Regions from separate parts of the Mus musculus genome. Here regions 1, 3 and 4 are each linked to region 2. A link is a contact called in public HiChIP or PLAC-seq and promoter capture Hi-C data. All regions are on one chromosome and are shown on one strand. Each heading gives the region's core, a stretch centred on a gene start, on an enhancer-like site or on the middle of the called end of the contact. The rest is flanking DNA. Distances are from core to core; before and after follow the strand shown.

The links. Promoter capture Hi-C pulls out the DNA fragments that hold promoters and counts their contacts. HiChIP or PLAC-seq counts read pairs in DNA pulled down with a chosen protein or histone mark.
Region 1: a promoter capture Hi-C map of embryonic stem cells shows a contact between it and region 2, with 2.6 times the contacts expected there. The contact joins the enhancer-like site here to the promoter of Txndc11 in region 2. A contact is called at or near these places in 8 of 39 promoter capture datasets (the 3T3-L1 cell line, the C10 cell line, cranial neural crest and 5 more), 1 of 484 Hi-C or Micro-C datasets (bone marrow-derived macrophages) and 4 of 115 datasets of contacts at active chromatin or transcription factors (the SCID.adh cell line, large pre-B cells, memory CD8 T cells and 1 more).
Region 3: a contact with region 2 is called in a promoter capture Hi-C map of liver, with 6 times the contacts expected there. The contact joins the promoter of Emp2 here to the promoter of Txndc11 in region 2. A contact is called at or near these places in 3 of 39 promoter capture datasets (hippocampal neurons, liver and stem cell-derived epiblast-like cells).
Region 4: an H3K4me3 HiChIP or PLAC-seq map of the SCID.adh cell line shows a contact between it and region 2, with 10 read pairs. The contact joins the enhancer-like site here to the promoter of Txndc11 in region 2. A contact is called at or near these places in 19 of 39 promoter capture datasets (the 3T3-L1 cell line, 3T3-L1-derived adipocytes, the C10 cell line and 12 more), 4 of 484 Hi-C or Micro-C datasets (the 3T3-L1 cell line, LSK cells, bone marrow-derived macrophages and 1 more) and 7 of 115 datasets of contacts at active chromatin or transcription factors (the SCID.adh cell line, bone marrow-derived macrophages, double positive thymocytes and 4 more).

What each region holds. Positions count from the first base shown.
Region 1 is chr16:10,599,190-10,601,889 of GRCm38.p6, reverse strand. The region is part of intron 10 of Clec16a (C-type lectin domain family 16, member A); the gene reads right to left. Among named protein-coding and RNA genes, the nearest start is that of Clec16a, 55 kb to the right of the region's middle. Within about 2 kb of position 1,304, at least 30 of the 459 cell types and tissues checked have an H3K27ac peak or open chromatin away from gene starts, as enhancers often do. A contact at or near this core is called in embryonic stem cells, where this site is marked.
Region 2 is chr16:11,133,189-11,135,888 of GRCm38.p6, reverse strand. Txndc11 (thioredoxin domain containing 11) reads left to right here and starts at 1,357. Exons shown (of 12, transcript NM_029582.2): 1 at 1,357-1,621. The coding sequence starts at 1,380.
Region 3 is chr16:10,312,637-10,315,336 of GRCm38.p6, reverse strand. Emp2 (epithelial membrane protein 2) reads left to right here and starts at 1,369. Exons shown (of 5, transcript NM_007929.2): 1 at 1,369-1,525.
Region 4 is chr16:10,568,369-10,571,115 of GRCm38.p6, reverse strand. It overlaps Clec16a (C-type lectin domain family 16, member A), which reads right to left. Exons shown (of 23, transcript NM_001204229.1): 4 at 2,586-2,734. Among named protein-coding and RNA genes, the nearest start is that of Clec16a, 24 kb to the right of the region's middle. Within about 2 kb of position 1,320, at least 39 of the 459 cell types and tissues checked have an H3K27ac peak or open chromatin away from gene starts, as enhancers often do. A contact at or near this core is called in the SCID.adh cell line and bone marrow-derived macrophages, where this site is marked.

The DNA.
Region 1 (2,700 bases), core at 55-2,554, 530 kb after region 2:
ATGCTGAGAGTGACTTACTCCTGCCACTCAGGAGAATCATCTTCAAGAACTGTTGTATCTTTCTTCTTCTAGCTTTATTCCAGCCTGGGAAGCTGTAACTTCCCATGAAATCTACTGCAGCTCTGGGTGCAGCTCTGGGTGCCTTGCCCGTAGCACTAAATCGGAGTATACAGCTGGGGTGGCCTAACTAAACAGGGGTTGAACAGGGTTTTCTAGTCCCATTCCTACTTCATAATGTGGCTCTGGCTTAATCCAAATTCATTGTTTATCTCTTCATTTTAGGTATTTATTAATTACTTTTATTTGAATTTATAATGAAATCTCCCCACACTTAACAAAAGGTAGTTTAAATCTTCCTAGTTTGGCTGTTTGGGTAGGTTGAGATGAAGTGGCCTTTTGGAGGAAGTCTATCATTGGGGCTGGGCTTTGAGATTTCAAAAGTTAGCGCTTTTGGCCTCTTACCGTGAATCACAATGTGAGACCCTCAGAGCACTCTTAACCTTCTGGAACCATAAACACAAATAAGGCCTTCATGGTACTTTGTCACAGTTATGGAGGAGTAACTATCCTCTGTGTGTGTGTGTGTGTGTGTGTGTGTGTGTGTGTGTGTGTATGTGTGTGTGACTCAAGTGCATATACCAGAGGACAACCCCGAGTGTTGGTTCTCCTCAGGTTCTCTCTCTCTCTCCCTTTCTCTCTCTCTCTCTTTGGTGCTGGAGTTACAAGTGTGCCATTTTATAAAATAAAATAAAAAATAAAATAAAATAAAATAAAATACAGGGCTTCTGGAGGTTAAGCTGAGCAAGCCTGTTACCGCCTGGGCTATGTCCTCAGCTCCTGTAGGATCTTATAAGGATCTGTACAGAAGAGCAGCTGTGCCATGACAACAGGCAGAGAATGATGGCTGCAGTGGGTGGGGGCAGGGAGAATGAGAGTTGTTTCACAGGTAGAGTCTCAGGATACCAAAGAGTTCTGGAAATGATGGCAATGGACACACAAGATGGAACCCTTAGCACTGCTGACTCGTATGCTTCAAAGTAGTGAGGGTTCATTTGCCAGAATCTTACCACAATAAAAAAGAAATAAAAGAAGAAGAGGAGAAGGATGAAGTAGGAAGAGAAAAGACAGACAGGAACCAAAAGCAGGCAAGGGCATCTTCATCTTCTACATACCACATAAGTGATGACAGTACTGGGAGAACCGAGAAGGTCAGGACACAAAGACATTGATTTCTTGATGTGACAACTCTGGCCATATCCTGGAATTCCCCCATCCTCTGATAGTACTAACTCCCTGACTCGCCTAGGAGGAGTCATATCTGGTAGATGAAGTGCTCTCTGGGGAAACGGCAGGCACCACATCCCAGAAGTCTTTGACTTCACAATTCAAGGATTTCTTCAATCTGGATTCTCTGTTCCAGAAACCACAAACAGACAGACAATAGAGAGGGAGGGAGAAAGGCAGGCCTTCATAGGAAGGTCAAGGGAAGGGGAAAGATATGCTGCCAGTTACCTAGGTAACCACAGAGGGCTGTGATTGGCTGACTCTGGAACAGTGTTTTAAGGTGAAATTGGCTAGGGCAATAGCAGGGGCTGGCTGGAGTATGTCCCCTTCTTTGCTCATTGGTACCTCTCCTGAACACAGTGATTTTTCTGGGCATACGGCTTTTAGAGGATTTGCCCTCCCTGAGCTCTATGCTTCTCTTGTTAAGTCTGTATGAAAGGCACAGGCAAAAATCTCCCCACTACATAATGGGGGGAAGGGAGGGGAGCTACCAAGTCTCTTTCTCATTGGCCCACATGCTTACACTCTGAAAATGAACCCTGCTGGGCTGGGGAGATGGCTCATAGGTAAAACAGTTGTCATGCAAGTGTGGGGACCAGAGTTTGAATCCCTCAGTTTTGCAAGATGCAAAGAGTTCTGGAGACAGTGATAGATACACAAGACAGGCACCCTTAACACTGCCAGCTCACATCCCCATGCTCCCATCACGAAATAAGGCAGGGGCAGGAGAACCCCCAGCAATCCAGCCTGCCTGGTATACACAGCGGCAAAACATGAAAGCCTGTCTCACAGAGTGGAGGGTAAGGACAGACACTAACCTTGTCCTCTGATCTCAACAGTCTCAACATGTGTGTTGTGGTCTATATGCTCAGACACGAACACAGATACATACCAGGAACAGAGAAAGGAAGAAAGGTCTAGAGAAACTGTTGATGGTATAGGCCCAGAGTGTATCTCTATGCCTCTGCCTTCCATCATGATCTGGGCTGCTAATGTGTCACAAGCAGAATCTTTCCCATTTTACTGCCTTCCATCATGATCTGGGCTGCTAATGTGTCACAAGCAGAATCTTTCCCATGTCACATGGGAAATTTTACTGTAACAGCCTCAGGCTGAGAATCAGAAAGACCCTCTATAGGTGGACGTGTGCTGTAGAATTTCAACTTACCCGAAACTACAATGTGGCTCAAGACAAAAACTAGGATTCATGTTTCAATATCCCAGAGAAAGTCAAGAGTGAGGCCAGGTTCCACTTCATTCTTACAGAGACTTCTAAAGGACAAAGCAGATCAAGGCCCCGGAGACCCCTCTATCCAACCGACTAGGCTGTCAGTCTTGCCTTCTGCCACTACGACAGGCCCATGTGGGATTCCAGGAAGGGAGCTGGGAAGGTTGGGTTAGCCAACTAATTCCTAG
Region 2 (2,700 bases), core at 108-2,607:
CCACATAGGAAACATTTGATCTAGATTATTTTGCCCTCCCTACCAACTTTACAAAAAGATTTTATTTTTAATTATATGTGTGTGTACCTTGGAGGACATCAGATTACCTGAAGTATGAGGTAGTTCACTACCTGTAATTTAGAACCAAACTTGGGTTTTCTGCAACAGCAGTATTCTTACTACTGAGCCTTGTCTCCAGCCCCAACCAAAACTTTATTTTGAAATAGGGCCTTGCTAAATTTCATAGTCTGGCCTTGAAAACTCTATGCAGTCCTGGTACAAGTGGTCCTCTGGTTTTCTCGAGTGGTTGGGACCACAGTTGTGTGCCACTAAGCCTGGTTTAAAAAATTATACACAACTCATATAAACCTAATTTTGGGAGGAAAAATGAAGATAATTCACCCTGTATCTTAGGCTGGCCTTGCATTCTTATTGCTTGGAGGCGTGAGGCAGACAATGTCCTGACTCCAATACTTTCCAAACTTTAATCACGTCTGCTATGTTTCTGTGGATTTGCCCATCAAGCATGGGTCATAGAAATGGGATTACACAATATACATCCATCCTTTTACTTAGAGCTGGGTTCTTTTGTTGAATGTAATTACCACTTATCAGTACTTGTCTCAAGGTTTCTACTGTTGTAATAAACACATGAACAAAAGCTACTTGGGGAGGGAAGGGTTTGTTTTGGTTACACTTTACCATCATTGAAGGAAGTCAAGGTAGAATCCTGCAAGCAGAAACTGAAGCAGAAGGCATGCAGCGTTATTACTACCCCATTACAGAGCAGCCCGGTCTCCGTTTTATTACTGTGTCCTCCAGTCCTTCTCGCCTCTGCACGAGGCCTCCCCGCCCCACTTTCTGAAAAGCAGAGATAACAAACTGCACCCATGTCCTGAAGGGTCTGTCAACAGTGTTGACGCACTAGCGACAATCTGAGCCCTAACAGTACCCGGAAGGGCCGACCAACGGAAGGACTCGCTAAGGAGACACCACCAACTAGCTTCCGGACGCGAGGATGTAGCGTCAGCGCAGTGAATGAAGGACAAGGTCTAGCTTGAGTGACTGCAAGCCTGCGCAGAGTCGCTACAAGAGAGGCGGGACCGGTGGAAGGCTGACGCGGCCGCGAGTGCTGCGAGCACCCGCGCAGACTCCATGGGCTCGAGGGCGTGGCCCCCAAAGGGCGTGGCTTCGCGGGAAGCCGGCATTCGCGCAGGCTCCGAGTCGGAGGGCGGGGCATCTCTGAAGTGTGGCTGACGTGGAGAGTCCGGGTTAGTGAGCGCCGCTGGCTGCGAGGTCCGGGAGTGACGTGCGGGGCCGGGTCCCCGGGCCCGAGGTGGCGGCAGCGACGGTATAAAGCCGGCCACGGGGAGCATGTAATGTCGGAATGCGGAGGCCGCGGCGGCGGCGGCGGGAACAACAGCGAGGACGCCGAGGACGAGGGTGGCGGCCCCAAGGGCTCAGGCTCCCTCAGCCCTGCCGGGGCGGCGGCGTCCTTGGAGGGCCGGATCCGCCGCGGCTTGCGCGGCGCCTCGCTTATGGCGCGCCAGCGGCCAGAGCTGCTGTGCGGGGCCGTGGCTCTCGGCTGCGCCCTGCTCTTCGCCCTCAAGTTCACTTGCAGGTGAGGCTGCCGGGACTCAGGCTCCGCGGCCAGAGCTATGCCACCCCGGCTGCGCGGGGCCAGCTCGGGGCCTCCGGGGTCGAGGGTTGTTTGTCTTCCTCGGGGAAGTCGAGCCTGACCTTGCCTGCGACCACAGGCTTGACCTTCCCGGCGGCCGCGGTCCCCCACTCTCCTAGTTCGGCGTGGAGGCGTTTCCAGGGTGCTGCTCTATATCAATTATGTACCGAGGGCGTTTGGCCCTGTTTCTGAGCTGCTTCTCACCTGTTGGGGTCTCTCGGGGTGCACATGTCAATTCTTGCTCAGGCTATAATGCTCAGTTTTAATTCATTCCATTTTCCTTAATGCTTGCAGTGTGATGATTCACAAGCCATTTAGGGGTCTTAGTCGCTTTTGGGAATCCAGGCAAGCCTTTGATATACTGACAGTGCACGTTTGTACTGAGCACCCGTTAATGCTGAAGACAAAAATCCCCGTTCCCTGGAGTTCTCATTGAAGTGATGATATACAATAAACAAACACTTCAGAGACCTTAATAAGTGCTATGCAGGGAATAGAAGGATGAGGTTGGGTAGGGCAGAAAGGGCCTTCATAGGAAAATGGCATTAGCCACTTACACAAGGAAAGGAAGGGGCAGAGGTGGAAGAGCTGGGGTAAGAGCTATTACAAAACAGTTAAGTGCAAAGATCTGGAGTCTGAGCAAGCTTGGTCTTTTTGTGAAACTTGGAAAAGGCCTGAGTAGGCTGGAGTTTAGGAAGAATGGAAGCTAATGTGCATCTTTTCAGAAAATTGTGTAGATAGATACAAAGTTTATATTTCAATTATACTCCTTGCCTCAGATCATCAGTATATCATTTGACATTGCAGTTTATAAAATCTGTTATCACTTGACATATCCTCTTGGCACTTCTGTCCAGAGGGAGATTTATGTGGGCACAGATTGAGTGTAATGAACACAATATGAGATCCCTGAGGTCAAGATGGGCCAAAAATTAGGAGTTTTAGGGGGAAGAGACTCGTTTTTTTAGTGTTTGCAATGTGTTAGGTGCTATGCTAAAGTGTTTAAAGCCAACTAAAAGTGT
Region 3 (2,700 bases), core at 120-2,619, 820 kb after region 2:
CTCAGGATCTATACAGTGGAAGGTTCTCTCTGCTCTCCATGTGTGCTCTCCATACACACAAGCAAATAAGTAAGTGAACAAATGTAATTAAAAAAATACTGAAAACAGAAATAACTGATGTGGCAAGAAGGCTCTGACAGGTGAAGGCACTTGCTGTCCAAGCCTGGTGGCCTGGTGATCCTCAGGAGCATTGCCAAGAAGGAAGGAGAAAATCAGCTCTTCAAAGTGCATGCGCGCGTGCACACACACACACACACACAGAGAGAGGGGGGGGGGAGAGAGAGTGAGGAGAGAGAGAGAGAGGAGAGAGAGAGGGGGAGAGAGAGAGAGTGAGGAGAGAGAGAGGGGGGGAGAGAGAGAGAGAGAGAGAGAGGAGAGAGAGGAGAGAGAGGGGAGAGAGAGAGAGGAGAGAGAGGAGAGAGGGGGGGAGAGAGAGAGAGAGGAGAGAGAGAGGGGAGAGAGAGAGAGAGGAGAGAGAGGAGAGGGGGGGGAGAGAGAGAGTGAGGAGAGAGAGGGGGGGGAGAGAGAGGAGAGAGAGGGGAGAGAGAGAGAGAGAGGAGAGAGAGGAGAGGGGGGGAGAGAGAGAGGAGGGGAGAGGGGAGAGAGAGAGAGGAGAGAGGAGAGGGGGGAGAGAGAGAGAGAGAGGAGAGAGAGGAGAGAGGGGAGAGAGAGAGAGAGAGGAGAGAGAGGAGAGAGAGGAGAGAGGGGGGAGAGAGAGAGAGAGAGAGGAGAGAGAGGAGAGAGGGGAGAGAGGGGAGAGAGAGAGAGAGAGGAGAGAGAGGAGAGAGAGAGGGGAGAGAGAGAGAGAGAGAGAGAGAGAGAGAGAGATTAAAAGTGCTTAAGAAAAGAAAAAGAGAAAGCAAGGATACAATGCCCAATTGAGATCACAACTTGGATCCTCTATATCAAACTTCTCAGGCCTGGCCAGGCTTGAAGGAATCTTAAGACTGGTCCTTATGGTGGTCTTACTTCGGGGAAGGAATTGATTTTTCAGTTATGGCTTGGCTCATATCAACTCAGCCTCTCCAGGAGGCACCGAGTGTGGCCTTTAGGCCTCAGGACAAGGTCCCGCCACGCCTTCCTTTTCTATCATAGGAAACTGAGGCAGGAGAGATTAACAACCAGCTAAATTAGTAAGAGACAGAGAGGGCTGCTCGGAAAGAAGTGGAAATCTCAGGGTCCTGACCCTGCAGTCAGGAGAAGAGGGGCGGCAGAGATGAGAAGGGCAGCGATGATCCCAGCAGGAGACTTCCAGCTCCCTCGAACTTTACAGAGTGCTGCTGGACGGCCCAGCAAGGGGAGGTGGGGGGGGGGGGGGCGCCCGGCCTCCCGTGGTCCCGCCCCCTGGATCGGCGGCTCCTGACATCACGGGCGGGCAGGGAGGCGGGCTAGGGAGAGGGCGGCAGGGAGGAGGCTCGGCAGCCCGGAGGGCGGAGGACGCCGCGCAGTCCCAGCCCCAAGCTTCAAAACAGCCGGCGCCTCGCCCCACGCGCAGCCCGCCACTGTGTCCAGACGCCCGTGCCCGGTGAGTTGGGGGCGCGACAAGGGACTGCGGTGACGTCGGGGTTCCGGAATGACAGGGAGCAGTGTGCCCTCTTTAGGAATCGGGACAGGCCAGGGGATCCGTGCTTGACGGGGAAGGGTTGGGGTGCGGTTCGTGCGGCAGTCCCGTTGCTCCTTCTCCAGATTTCTGTGGCGCAGACCTTCCCTTTGGTGCCCCCCAAGGCCACCCTGCCACCCCTGGGTGGCATTCGCCACCTTTTGCGTCCAAGTGGGCGGGAAAAGTCTGGGAAAGAGTCAGGGCGGATCCCCTCTCCACCATCGCTGGCCCAAAGCTCTGAACTCCAGAGTAGCCCACTTGTTGCCTGTTGTACTCAGCGTCTGATTCCCAAGCAGTACCAATCAGACAGGACCTGGTCCTCGGGTCCCTGAGGGCCGCGCACTCCTCCGGGTCTGGGCTCCGTGGCGCCCCACAGCGGCGAGGGGGCAGCTTCCTTGGGTTCTTAACGGTGTCCCAGCCTGGGGGGTAAGCTCCAAGGATGGCCCCCCTGCCTGCTCTTGACTACTGTGGCAGATCTGTGGGCTTTAAAGGGAAGAAGGGATGGCACCCATGATTCCACGGGAAAAGGAGGTATAACTGAGTGTGCATGCCAAGCTTGGAGAAGGACTGAAGCATCTAGGTTCAGTTCAGGAGGGTCCCACTACTATGAGGCATCTAGAACCTACAAGTTCAAAGGCAATCCAGAGTGGGTGGTGATCATTGCCAGGCGATGGAGATGGCTGGGATTTTGGACTATTTAACAGGTACAGATTTAATTGCGGATGATGGAACGTTTTGAGTATAGATAGTAGTGGGCGTCACTCAACATTGCTGGTTCATTTCAGGCCATGTGCTTGTAGAATTACAAATGGTTTACATCATAAATGCTGTGCTCTTACCACAATGAGAGGCACAAAAGACGCCTCTAGCCGCCTCTGCTTGAGCATTCCGAATCAGAGAGAAATTCCAAAACCTAGACATGGAGGCTGACCACCTCTCCCTGGAATGTCACTTTCAAATAATGTAAGGGGTTCAGTAGGATGGATCCATGCAGGTTACAGGAGAGACCCAAGGGAAGAGAATGTGGAAGGCCAATGGGAGTATGCATTGGGCTTCTCCCGCCTCCTCCCAGAAAGCCTTATTCTGGGAGACACCTGGCC
Region 4 (2,747 bases), core at 71-2,570, 560 kb after region 2:
AAGTTGGAGTAGGTTCAAGCATGTCTTGGCTGTTATACCATTCTCCATTTGGAAATACTAAAAGTGTAGCATTATCAGGGAGGCAGAGGGTCTTAGGAGTCTTCTGCTGTTAAAAGGGGACAAAGAGAAACAATTAAATGGTTCAGAACAAGACTCACACTGCCTTAGCCTGAGAGGATGGAGCAAAAATGCCCTGGCAGTGTACTTTGCTGTCCTCCTGTGGCCAATGTTCCTATATCGTTCAGGGACCCAGTCTGTGTGAGTGGCTCAGGAGAGGGGATGGTAGACAGAGATCCTCTAAGCTAGCCCTTCCTGGAATGGAGCAGGATACACAAAATAACAACAGGGCAATTATAAGGGCAATTCCATTTTGAGGACCAGCAATCAAGTATGAATCTAAAAAGTGGAAACTACTAATCTGGCTCAGACAAACACAGACAAAAACCAAAAAATCCTCAAGGCTTCTGGGATGTCCAGCTCTTCCAGACCCATGACTTCTGCCCTCCCACTACGACTCAGAAGGCACCTGAGCAAAAAATACTCTGTCCCTCACTCTGGTCTGGGTTTTCTTCCACATGGGAGAGCCTTTGGGTGAAAGCTGTTCCCTGGACATGTTTATCAAGCACCTACTATGTGGCAGGGACAGGAGTCTATCATGTTATTTTCTCAAGTGCATTCATGTTTTTGGCCCTTGGCTAGCATTTTCTTCTGAGAGACTAATGAATCATGAAAATCAAGGTTCACTGTTGCCATACAACAAGAGTTGATGGTTTTTGCCCAAACTCAGAAAGTTTGGGATTGTGGTCTGACTTCAAAAACAGGCTTTGAGCATGTGGGACAACCACTCAGGTGATATCTGCCACACAAATGACATGCAGCTGGCTGTATGACATCTAGCTTCCAAGGCAGTCCCCAAACATGTTCACCACCTGTGTCACACTCATGCTGGATCCGCCCACAGAGGCAGATCATGCCTGTGTGACCAAAGAGTATGCTAGGAGTAAGTGTATGTGAGTGAGTGAGTGTGAGTGGCACGAGGCTGGCATGGATGGCATCACTGCTTACCGTGGTCTGCTGGGTGACTCACTCTAGGGAAGTTGGCTGGAAGGATGCTGGTCAGCCCTGGGAAGAGGCCCCTGAACAGGAGCTGTGGTCTCCCACGCACAACCAGATTCAGCTAACCACCACGACAGTGAAGCAGACCCTCCAGCCACATTCCAGCCTCCAGAGGACATCAGCCTCTTGGGGCACTGAGTAAAATAGCTCTAGTCAGCCAAGCCTGAAGTCCAACACACTGAAGAGACTGGTGCAACTCTAATCAGTGGGACATGGGGAGAAGTCTGAGGGCGAATTCTCAGACTTTTCTGAGAAAGTTCTCTCAGAAGGGATACGAGAGAGGAAATGGTATCAGAAATTCTGACAACAGCATGTGATTGAGTGATATCTGGAGCATCGGCAATCACACGGCCACATGGAACCAAGCCTTGAGCAGATGCCAGCTGCAGTTACTGAGCAGGAAGCTGGAAAACCCTGGGCCCTTCCTACAGTGAGGCAGAGCGCAGCTGCCATTTGTACTTTAAGCATGTGAGCTAAACTGACCTTAATCTCAAGCTCCTTGGCGCTATAAGAGTAGCTCTCCCAGGACTGTGAGGGACCTGACCCCTCAAGGACAGCTGTGCCAGTTTATCACTTCTCACAACTCTGAAGATGGAATCTCATCTAGTGAGTCCCTGAAACCCAGAGCCAGGTATATAGTTTCACCTCATTTCTCAAAGGAGGGGGCTCAGAGAGGCCTGGAAGTTCTCTTGTCACACTGCAAGGAGCAGAAAAGCTGTACCTAAATGGAGTTTCTGCTGTTTCCAACAAGGTAACCTCTGGACATTTTCCTCCCTGCCAAGTTAACCTGAAGTTTACATTAAAATAGCAAGAAAATTTGTTCAATTAAAGAAAAAAGTTTGTGTCAGGTGTGGTGGTGCACACCTTTAGTCCCAGCACTCGGGAACAGGGGCAGGTGGTTCTCCATGAGTTTGAGGCCAGCCTGGTCTACAGCATGAGTGCCTAGACAGCAGAGGTTACACAGAGAAACCCTGTCTCAAAAATCAAAAGGAAAAGAAGAAAAAAGAAAAAAGTTTGTGGGATTCAGCGGTTGAAAACGCCTCCTAACCAGTTCTGAGGACCAGAATGCCAGTCCCAGCACTCACCTAACAAGCCTGGCCTGGCCTGGCATGCCTCTAACCCCACCATGGAGGCAAACGAGGTTTGCTGGCTGCCAGCCTACCTGCAAAATGCAAACAAGCTCCTGGTCCAGGAAGAGATCCAAAAGAACAAACCAGAGAGGGACAAAGTAGGAATTTTATAGCCCTTGCTTGGCCCCACAAACCCAGAACACACATGTACACACTTGAACACATGCCCCTGTGCACGCACACGCACACACACACACACACACACACACACACCACATATTTTAAAACAAAAAATTTTATTTAAGTATGCCAAAGTCTGTGCTTAGGAAAGTGCTTTGTAGAGCAAAGGCCTCCACGCTTGGACTAGCTTGACACATACACTTGCTGGGCGCCACTCACCTCATTGTAAAAGAAATGGACAGTGTGGTTGTTGAGCTTTAATGAAAGCGTTTTCAGGAACGATATGTAATACGCCATGATCTCCTCGTCGGAAAAGTCAAATTTATGGACAATGATCGAGTTTACATAGTTATTAGACAGCAAATAATCTAGGAGAGAGAA